2 separate regions of the Mus musculus genome follow, and region 2 is linked to region 1. The links are chromatin contacts, called in public promoter capture Hi-C maps. All regions are on one chromosome and are shown on one strand. Each heading gives the region's core, a stretch centred on a gene start, on an enhancer-like site or on the middle of the called end of the contact. The rest is flanking DNA. Distances are from core to core; before and after follow the strand shown. Region 1 holds the start of Esp8 (exocrine gland secreted peptide 8). Region 2 overlaps Rhag (Rhesus blood group-associated A glycoprotein).

Region 1 (4,893 bases), core at 1,440-3,939:
TAGCCCATGCCACTGCCTGTAGGGGCAGGTGCTGGGCTGTAGTAAAGTACCAAGGCACAGTTCTGGAGGTGGAAAAGCACAGTCTTAAATGTGGGAAAGCTGGGATTAGTGTGAGGTTTCCCAAAGCCTTAGGGTACTTAGGCTCTTGGACATGCAGGCACCCCTGGGAATTTCAGAAGAGCAGAGAAGGGAGCTGGGGGCCTGGGGCTTGGGGAAAAGGGGAAATCCTGCTAGTCTTATTGGTGATAGTCCTTGGCTTGATGGCAGTAGCTTTGGTGGTGATTGTGGCTGGGAGCACAGAGAGAATTTCTCTGGGAGATTAGGCTGAGGCCCTGTAAGTGAAACCTGCCTTCATGGTTCTCCACAGAAAATCTTGATGGAAAGAGATAGTCCACGGTTCCAAATAGTTTATTGTCATCGCAGAAAGTGGATGTATAAAACCATCCCCATCTCTCAGGGTGAGCCTGAGATTAAATACCTTTTTCAGGGAGGAATGTCTGGGAAGAGAAGTTTATGGGCTATGCCCTCAGGGCTTCTAGGTAATGCATGAGCTTGGAGACCTCTGTTTTGAGCCTACTTGACCTCTGGTCACATCTCTTTTATGTGAGAAGCATAGCAATTGTTGAAAGCCAGAAGTCTGGCAGGGAGCTGGGAGTCAGCTAAGACTTAGGTGTGTGCCCACCTAGTCTCCAGGTCTTTACCTGCTCTACCTTCCTGAACTTCCTGGCATGGTTTTATGTCCAACCTCACCCCACCCTGTGGCTCTACTCGTAGGAGATCCACCTGAAGAGCAAGCTGTACATTTGCTGAAAATATGTGCCACGCACTCCGGTCGAGTTAGCTTGGCAGGCCAAGAAGCCTGGAAGCCACTCACGAGGCAGAGAGTTTCACGGAAACTCACCTCCTGGAGTCTGGCGTTCTCTTTAACCCATATACTCATATTCTATTCCCGAGTTAGTATGGTGTATGGATCCACATGTTCTCTTTTAGTATTATCTTATTATAAGTGCCTTTTAAGATTGAATTCTGACATAGCTAAGCCTTCACCAGTGTTCCAATGTCCTAGAAAGTCCTTGAGCTGACCATGGGCTTGGAATTCAGTAAGAATGTTGCCTTTTCAGTGACATTCAGAATTGCCGCTGGTATTACACTATCACTTTGAATAAAAGCTAAGTCACTGCCCTACACAGGAATTTACCATCATCTAGGAAGAAGGAAGTTTGAGACCTAAGGAGGAACCAGAGTAGATACTTAGAACTATAGATAGCTGAGTTACACCCATACACACATATTTACAATGGCCTAGGGGTACGGTGGACTATACAATAGACTAAAATAAGAACTATGGCAAGGGCACGAAGCCCTTAAACCTGGCTTCTAAGATTAAGTGGATCTTAGGTGGAGCTCTTTTTGATCCCAGTTGTTAACAATGAATTCTATCCCAGGTGGTTCCTGTTAGACCTTCTGTGTTTGTATTCCTCTGTTTTGTCTAAGAATCCAGTAACCTCTTTGTACCTTGCTGGTGTGTCACCCAACTTCCCTATTTTCTTCTGTATAAAAAGTTTGATGCTCAATTTGACAAATTCCATTCAGATTCTACACGACCTCTCCTGTGTGCATCTGTCTGTCATTCCATCCAACGCTTTGCCCACCTGCGACTAGAGACCTGTTTCACGCAGACAAAGGGGCCCAGAGGGTCTGCGGCAAATGTGTATGGGTTCTAGGTCCAGCTTCTGCATGATCACTGGTTAGTAGCCCAGACTCTGTGAACCCCTATAGCACTAGGTTACTTGAGTGTGTGGGTCTTCTGGTGTCTTTGACCATTCTCACTTCTATCCTTGACTCCTCAAAAGGATTTCCCAGGCTCCTCCTGATGTTTGGCTGTATGTCTTTGCACCTGCCTCCATTTCCTGTGGGGTGAAAACTCCCAAATGACAGTTATACTAGGTTCCTATCTTCAAGCATAGCAAAGTAAAAGTATCAGTGGCTGGCTTTCTCACTTGGGATGGGTCTAAAGTTGAGGCAATCGTGGGTTGGCTGTTTCATCAGTCTGTGCTTCATCTTTGTTCCTACATATCTTGAAGGGAAGACAAATTTTGGGTCAAAATTTTGTGGATGAATTCTTATTTTCCAAAATTATTTGTTGATAAAGATAGTAGAATAGAGACAAGCAATACTCTATTATATCATCACAGATCAAGAAAGAAAGGAAGAAAACAAAAAAAAATCCATGCAATGAAAACCATGAGAAGTGTTGACAAACAAGGGTGCATTGCAGTAAAATGTAGAATAAGAATACTAGGTAAAATACACAATATTGCTTACTACAACTACAGTTGTAAAAGCAAGAGATGATCAGAAGTACTATAACAAAGTGTGGACAAGAGGAGAATTCTTCCCACAGTTCTCACTTTAAATGGAATAAAGGAAAATCCACTGGAGAAAAATACAGCAAAATTAAATAGTAAATTACTGACCCACCAAGCAGATTCTGGGAAATTACTCAAGGGTTCTATCCCATGTCATTCTGTTAAATATTCTGGTGAGAAAAGCAGAACATAAAACAAACTCTGCTCTCAAAAAAAACTCTGCTAGGAACAATAGCCAGTGAAGCACAACCACTTCTGGCCTCATTCATTACAAGCCCCGCCCTCCACGCAATGAAATCTGAAGACTCTTAAGAAGCACAGAGAAAGGCACAGGAGCCTGAAAGAGGAGTGAACCAGTACGAAAGCCTATGGAAAAAGGTAGCTGTTGCCTGTGCTTGGGTTCTACTAGCTGGGCTGCTTTGTCTGACCTCAGTGGGAGAGGAAATGCCTAGCCTCCCAGAGACTTGATGCTCCAGGTTGGGGGAGGGGTACACCCAGGGGGGACCCTACCCTCCCAGAGGAGAAGAAAAGAGGGGACTGTGAGAGGAGGTGACCAGGAAGGGACAGTAAGCCAGGTGTAAACTGAATAAGTTAAAAAGACCAAAAAAGTGTTTAAGCCAAGCCTTTAGACTGTAAGAGCAGGTTCCATGGCAAGATGACAGTATTTACAATGCTAAGATTTCAGTGGCTAGTGACACATCAGAGCCTCACTCCATGAAATCCACAGGGAAACTGAAAGCCTCCCAAGCAAACTGGAAAATGAATCTGGTCAGGACAGTAGTAAAGAGAAACACAGGACTCTGATGGCTAGAAAACTCAAATCGAATGCATTTCCTCATCTGCCCATGATTGACTGAGGCCACATTTTGCTTAAACTTAGATACTCAGTAAGTGGCATAGGGATGTGAAGCATTGCTTACAGTTCCTATTTCACTGGTCCACCATGAACAAGAGCAAAGGCTATCACTCTGGGATGTATGGGCACTGAGTGTATGAGGATCCAGAAGGACCTGGAATGTTTTCCAGATTCTGGGCAGTGACTGGTGTCGATGAGGGAAGACCAAAGAAAAAGAGACAGTAGAGATCTCTGTGGGCATGTTTTGACTCTAATTCTGAACATAAATTACAATGAAAAAGCAAGCAGTGAATTGGAAAGTAGGCATAACAGAGTTCATAGGAAAGCTTGAAAGGAGGAAAAGAAAGAGAATGGTATAAAAATTATAAAATATACCAGATCTTTGCTGATCATGGCTCCCATTGTCATTCTGACAATAAAAAATTTGAAACAAATTGTATGGTCAAACAAAAAATTTTGAGGATTTGAAATGTGTACACAGAATACAAAATTAGATGTTATACCTGTAATAATGTAATTAATTCATATGTGTTCTAAAAGGACTAAGAGTACATCCCATGCTAAGTGTCTTTAGAAGCATCTGAAGGATGTAGGACTTAGTGTGACAAGGGATTTTGTGTGTAATTAGCAGAGGATATTTAAGTCATAATGAACATAGGAAGCAGCGTATCTAAAGAAATATGGATTGAGGGACCTTAGATATTACATTTCATTAATTGTGATTATATTTTCATACTGAAGGGAAAACATGAAAATATATCCAAGTATAAGGAAAAATTATGTAATTTGCAATTGCTCTCCACAAAATACTACTTCTAGGGTGTTGCCATATTTATCTCTACATAATCAAAATCCTGGCACCCTAATTTACAACTAGTATAGATGAAAGTTATAAAGAGGGAATAGCAAAATACAGGACAGTGTGCAGAATTTTTTTTTCAGAAAATAAAAAGTGAATTTTTCTTCCCAGCTTTCTTGTGAAGACAGGGGAATAGACCTGTGTAGAGCAAACTAGCTTTTGCAGATACACAGCAGAGACATCAGCCAGTCCTTTAATTATTATTCTACAAATTAAAGGCAAGGTGAACCAATTACAGCAACCTCACATATCAACTCTTCCCTTATTTTGTAAATTACTTAGGCAGCCATAGTTGCTTTGGTATTTCTTCTACAAATGTATTTGTTACTTCTATATCCCATGCACTGCTTCATTGAACCAGGTTTTTTCCTTTGCTTAGTGTCAGCCATGACTTCTTTCCCAGTGATGTTGTTTCTCATAATTCTGCTGCTCCCATCAATTTGCTCTGAAGAAAGGGTAAGTTTTACATGGATAATTATCTCAGATATAACAGACATTTTGTAAAATTAAATAAGAGTACAGAATTCTTGGTGGTATGTTAGGTTAAAGATTCTCTTTGGGTTGTTGTAGCATTTACCAATGCTATAGAAATAGAAAGTAAGGTTGTACCACACACACATACACACACACACACACACACACACACACACACACACACACAAAGATGCACATTAAAGGACTGAGACATATGTCAGTGAGTAAAGCATTAAAAATTGAGTTCAGATATAATGCTTATTGTTGGGTTGTGGGCCTTTGTCGATTCCACCACAGAGCATGGCTGCTTGGGGAGGCAGAATGCAGGGAGTTTG
Region 2 (4,893 bases), core at 1,769-4,268, 300 kb after region 1:
TGTTCCTCCTATAGGGTTGCAGACCCCTTCAGCTCCTTGGGTACTTTCTCTAGCTCCTGTATTGGGGATCCTGTGTTCCATCCAATAAATGACTGTGAGCATCCACTTCTGTATTTGCCAGGGACTGGCATAGCCTCACAAGTGACAGCTATATCAAGGTCCTGTCAGCAAAATCTTGCTGGCATATGCAATAGTGTCTGGGTTTGGTGGCCCTTTATGGGATGGGTCCCCAGGTGGAACAGTCTCTGGATGGTCCTTCCTTCCATCTCAGCTCTGAACTTTGTCTCTGTAACTCCCTCTATGGATATTTTGTTGCCCATTCTAAGGAGGAACAAAGTATCCACACTTTGGTCCTCCTTCTTCTTGAGTTTCATGTGTTTTGCAAATTGTATCTTGGGTATTCTAAGATTCTGGGTTAATATCCACTTATCAGTGAGTGCATATCATGTGAGTTCTTTTGTGATTGGCTTACCTCACTCAGGATGATATCCTCCAGATCCATCCATTTGCCTAAGAATTTCATAAATTTATTGTTTTTAATAGCTGAATAGGACTTCATTGTGTGACTGTACCACATTTTCTGTATCCATTCCTCAGTTGAGGTACATCTGGGTTCTTTCCAGCTTCTGGCTATTATAAGGTTGCTATGAACATAGTGGAGCATGTGTCCTCATTACATGTTGGAGCATCTTCTGGGTATATGCCCAGGAGTGGTATTACTGGGTCCTCAGGTAGGACTATGCCCAATTATCTGAGGAACCACCAAACTGATTTCCAGAGTGGTTGTACCAACTTGCAATCCCACCAGCAACGGAGGAGTGTTTTTCTTTCTCCGCATCTTTGCCAGCATCTGCTGTCACCTGAGTTTTTGCTCTTAACCATTCTTACTGGTGTGAGGTGGAATCTCAGGATTGTTTTGATTTGCATTTCCCTGATAACTAAGGATGTTGAACATTTCTTTAGGTGCTTCTCAGCTATTCGGTATTCTTCGGTTGAGAATTCTTTCTTTAGCTCTGTACCCACATTTTTAAAAATAGGATTATTTGGCTCCCTGGAGTCTAATTTCTTGAGTTCTTTGTATATATTGGATTTTAGTCATCTATCAGATGTAGGGTTGGTAAAGGTCTTTTCCCAATCTGTTGGTTGCCATTTTTCCTATTGACAGTGTCCTTTGCCTTACAGAAGCTTTACCATTTTTTTGTGGTCCCATTTGGCAATACTTGATCTTAGAGCATAAGCTATTGGTGTTCTGTTCAGAAAATTTTCCCTTATGCCCATGTCCTCGAGGCTCTTCCCCACTTTCTCTTCTATTAGTTTCAGTGTATCTGGTTTTATGTGGAGTTCTTTGATCCACTTGGACTTGAGCTTTGTACCAGGAGATAAAAATGGGTCAATTTGCATTCTTCTACATACTAACTGCCAGTTGTGCCAGCAACATTTGTTGAAAATGCTGTCTTTTTTCCACTGGATGGTTTTAGCTCCTTTGTCAAAGATCACGTGACCATGGATGTGTGGGTTCATTTCTGGGTCTTCAGTACTATTCCACTGATCTACCTGCCTGTCACTGTACCAATACCACACAGTTTTTATCACAATTGTTCTGTAGTACAACCTGAGGTCAGGGATGGTGATTCCTTGAGGTGGTCTTTTATTGTTGAGAAAAGTTTTTGCTATCCTAGGTTTTTTGTTATTCCAGATGAACTTGCAAATTGCTCTATGAAAAACTGAGTTGGAATTTTGATTGTTACATTTTTTAAATGGTTGGATGAATGAAACTCTAGACACTACGGTAAAAAGGTTAACAATTAAACTGTCACTTACACCTGCTGAAAAAGAAAAAAAAAATCAGTTTGCTCCAATGGAGAGACATTGGACATATCAATGACTCCAGGACACACATAACTCATGTCAGGAGTAGTTGGCCAACAGGTAATGGCTGCCACAGGTGTGAGTGTGTGTGTGTGTGTGTGTGTGTGTGTGTGTGTGTGTGTGTGTGTGTGATGTAGAAGGTTCTATTTATTCATTTATCCATGTTTATATACATACCTGTATGTGTGAGTCATTTGTGTATAATAAAAATTATCAAAGACAAAGAGACTCTCAATATGTTAGGGCATAGGATGGGCTAGATGGAGAACACGGGAAAGGCAAGTGATATAACTATGTTTAACTTTATATGTAAAAAGAAAAAAATAACAGAAAATAGTAAAACATAAAACATAAACATAAAAATAGTAAAAATTAAAGTTTCCTCTTAGGAAACTTTGGATTAAGAACAAGCCCAAATTTCATTGTGACCTTTCTTTCATAACCTGTTTAGAGTGTGTGTGTGTGTGTGTGTGTGTGTGTGTGTGTGTGTGTGTGTGTGTGTGTGTGAAGTCTACCTGACCTTAAAAGAAGCTTTGCTATGTATTTATCAACCAGCACAGAAAGCATGGTATGAGAAAGGGGTGAGACATTGGTTTTTACAGAAATCTTTAACAGGTTTTTACAAGCATCATCATTAGTGTTCTATTCCTATGAAGAAACACCATAAAAGAAAACACTTTGTTGGGGCCTTGATTACAGTTTCAGAGGTTTAGTCTATTATGATCGTAGTGGGGAGCATGGCAGGAGGCAGCTAAGCATGGCGCTGGAGGAATAGCTCAGAGCTACATTCTGATCCAAAGGCTACAGAGGAGAGAAAGAGAGAGAGAAAGAGAGAGAGAGAGAGAGAGAGAGAGAGAGAGAGAGAGAGAGAGAGAGAGAGAGAGAGAGAGACTGAGCTTTTAAATTTATTTATTTTTATTTATTTTTAATTATTTATTTTATATATATGAGTACACTTGTAGCTGTCTACAGACACACCAGAAGAGGGCATCGGAATTCCATTACAGATGACTATGAGCCACCATGTTGTTGCTGAGAATGAACTCAGGACCTCTGGAAGAACAATCAATGCTCTTAACCACTGAGCCATCTCTCCAACCCCAAAACAGGACTTTGTAACTTCAAAGGTCCTGCCCAACAACACTCCAACAAGACCACAACTCCTAATCTTTCCCAACACTCCACCTACTGGGAACCAAGCATTCAAGTATATGAGACTATAGGGACCATTTTCATTCAAACCATCATAACAACAGAAGAAGTTACCTTAAGGGCCCCACAGTTCACCCAGAATATTACTAAAAACTCAGACAGATTTATCAACTTATATCCATGTGTTGCTTCTAACATTTATGGGATATCTGTTTTCTTTTAGGTTGCTCTCAAATTGTTGGCAGTTTCAGCAAATTACCATAAGACATATACACACAAACACACACACAAACACACACACACACACATTGAGTACATCTGGTCAGTGGTATGGTGTTGTGGCCGACCAGCAGCTTGCAACGAACGTTTCAACTGAGATGGCAATTTGGGCTCTAAGACAGGAACTAGACTGGCGAAAGAAAAAACGAAGCCAAGTCAAAGTCACTCTGATCAAAGCTCAATTTTACTGTTGCGACACTCAGTTATGAAGGAAGGGGGAGGGGACCCAATTCTCGCCAAATAATCTTGAGATCTAGTAGCAGGGTGAGCACGTGTGTGGCTCCAAACAGCAACTCCACCCCTAAGCAAACAGGTTTCAGGTTAGGGGAGGAAAGACTACAGTATGGAACGGTATACATTTTTAAATTAAAGGTATGCATTTAGGTTGTAAAAGCTGATTACATGAAAAATCCAGGATATGGTAAGATTAAGTACAACATTGCCCTAAAGGCAAACTAAACTTAAATAGGCTGAGTATATACTAGGACAACTGACTGAGTATGTATGTTAAATAACCTTAGTCACATTATTAACTTGGTTGCTAGGTTAGGCAACAATTCAGATTATGACGGCAAGAAGTATTTTCAGGGAAAAAAAAAGATATTCTCACAACAGACGAACATTTTCTTTTTTTTAATTTTTATTAGGTATTTTCCTCATTTACATTTCCAATGCTATCCCAAAAGTCCCCCATACCCTCCCCCCCCCCACTCCCCTACCCACACACTCCCACTTTTTGGCCCTGGCTTTCCCCTGTACTGGGGCATATAAAGTTTGCAAGTCCAATGGGCCTCTCTTTCCAGTGATTGCCGACTAGGCCATCTTTTGATACATATGCAGCTACAGTCAAGAGCTCCTGGGTACTGGTTAGTTCATATTGTTGTTCCACCTATAGGGTTGCAGACCCCTTAACTCCTTGGATACTTTCTCTAGCTCCTCCATTGGGGGCCCTGTGATCCATCCAATAGCTGACTGTGAGCATCCACTTCTGTGTTTGCTAGGCCCCGGCATAGTCTCACAAGAGACAGCTCTATCTGGGTCCTTTCAGCAAAATCTTTCTAGTGTATGCAATGGTGTCAGCGTTTGGAAGCTGATTATGGGATGGATCCCTGGATATGGCAATCACTAGATGGTCCATCCTTTCGTCACAGCTCCAAACTTTGTCTCTGTAACTCCTTCCATGGGTGTTTTGTTCCCAATTCTAAGAAGGGGCAAAGTGTCCACACTTTGGTCTTCGTTCTTCTTGAGTTTCATGCGTTTAGCAAAATTGTATCTTATATCTTGGGTATCCTAAGTTTCTGGGCTAATATGCACTTATCAGTGAGTACATATTGTGTGAGCTCCTTTGTGGTTAGATTACCTCACTCAGAATGATGCCCTCCAGGTCCATCCATTTGCCTAGGAATTTCATAAATTCATTCCTTTTAATAGCTGAGTAGTACTCCATTGTATAAATATACCACATTTTCTGTATCCATTCCTCTGTTGAGGGGCATCTGGGTTCTTTCCAGCTTCTGGCTATTATAAATAAGGCTGCTGTAAACATAGTGGAGCATGTGCCCTTCTTACTGGTTGGGACCTCTACTGGATATA

The links. Promoter capture Hi-C pulls out the DNA fragments that hold promoters and counts their contacts.
Region 2: a promoter capture Hi-C map of liver shows a contact between it and region 1. The contact joins the enhancer-like site here to the promoter of Esp8 in region 1. A contact is called at or near these places in 9 of 39 promoter capture datasets (the 3T3-L1 cell line, the C10 cell line, the HPC-7 cell line and 4 more), 1 of 15 datasets of contacts at CTCF or cohesin (large pre-B cells) and 2 of 484 Hi-C or Micro-C datasets (embryonic stem cells and nephron progenitors).

Annotation. Positions count from the first base shown.
Region 1 is chr17:40,517,333-40,522,225 of GRCm38.p6, forward strand. It overlaps Esp8 (exocrine gland secreted peptide 8), which reads left to right and starts at 2,690. Exons shown (of 3, transcript NM_001177584.1): 1 at 2,690-2,747; 2 at 4,464-4,540. The coding sequence starts at 2,738.
Region 2 is chr17:40,818,138-40,823,030 of GRCm38.p6, forward strand. The region is part of intron 1 of Rhag (Rhesus blood group-associated A glycoprotein); the gene reads left to right. Among named protein-coding and RNA genes, the nearest start is that of Rhag, 9.4 kb to the left of the region's middle. Within about 2 kb of position 3,019, at least 7 of the 459 cell types and tissues checked have an H3K27ac peak or open chromatin away from gene starts, as enhancers often do. A contact at or near this core is called in liver, where this site is marked.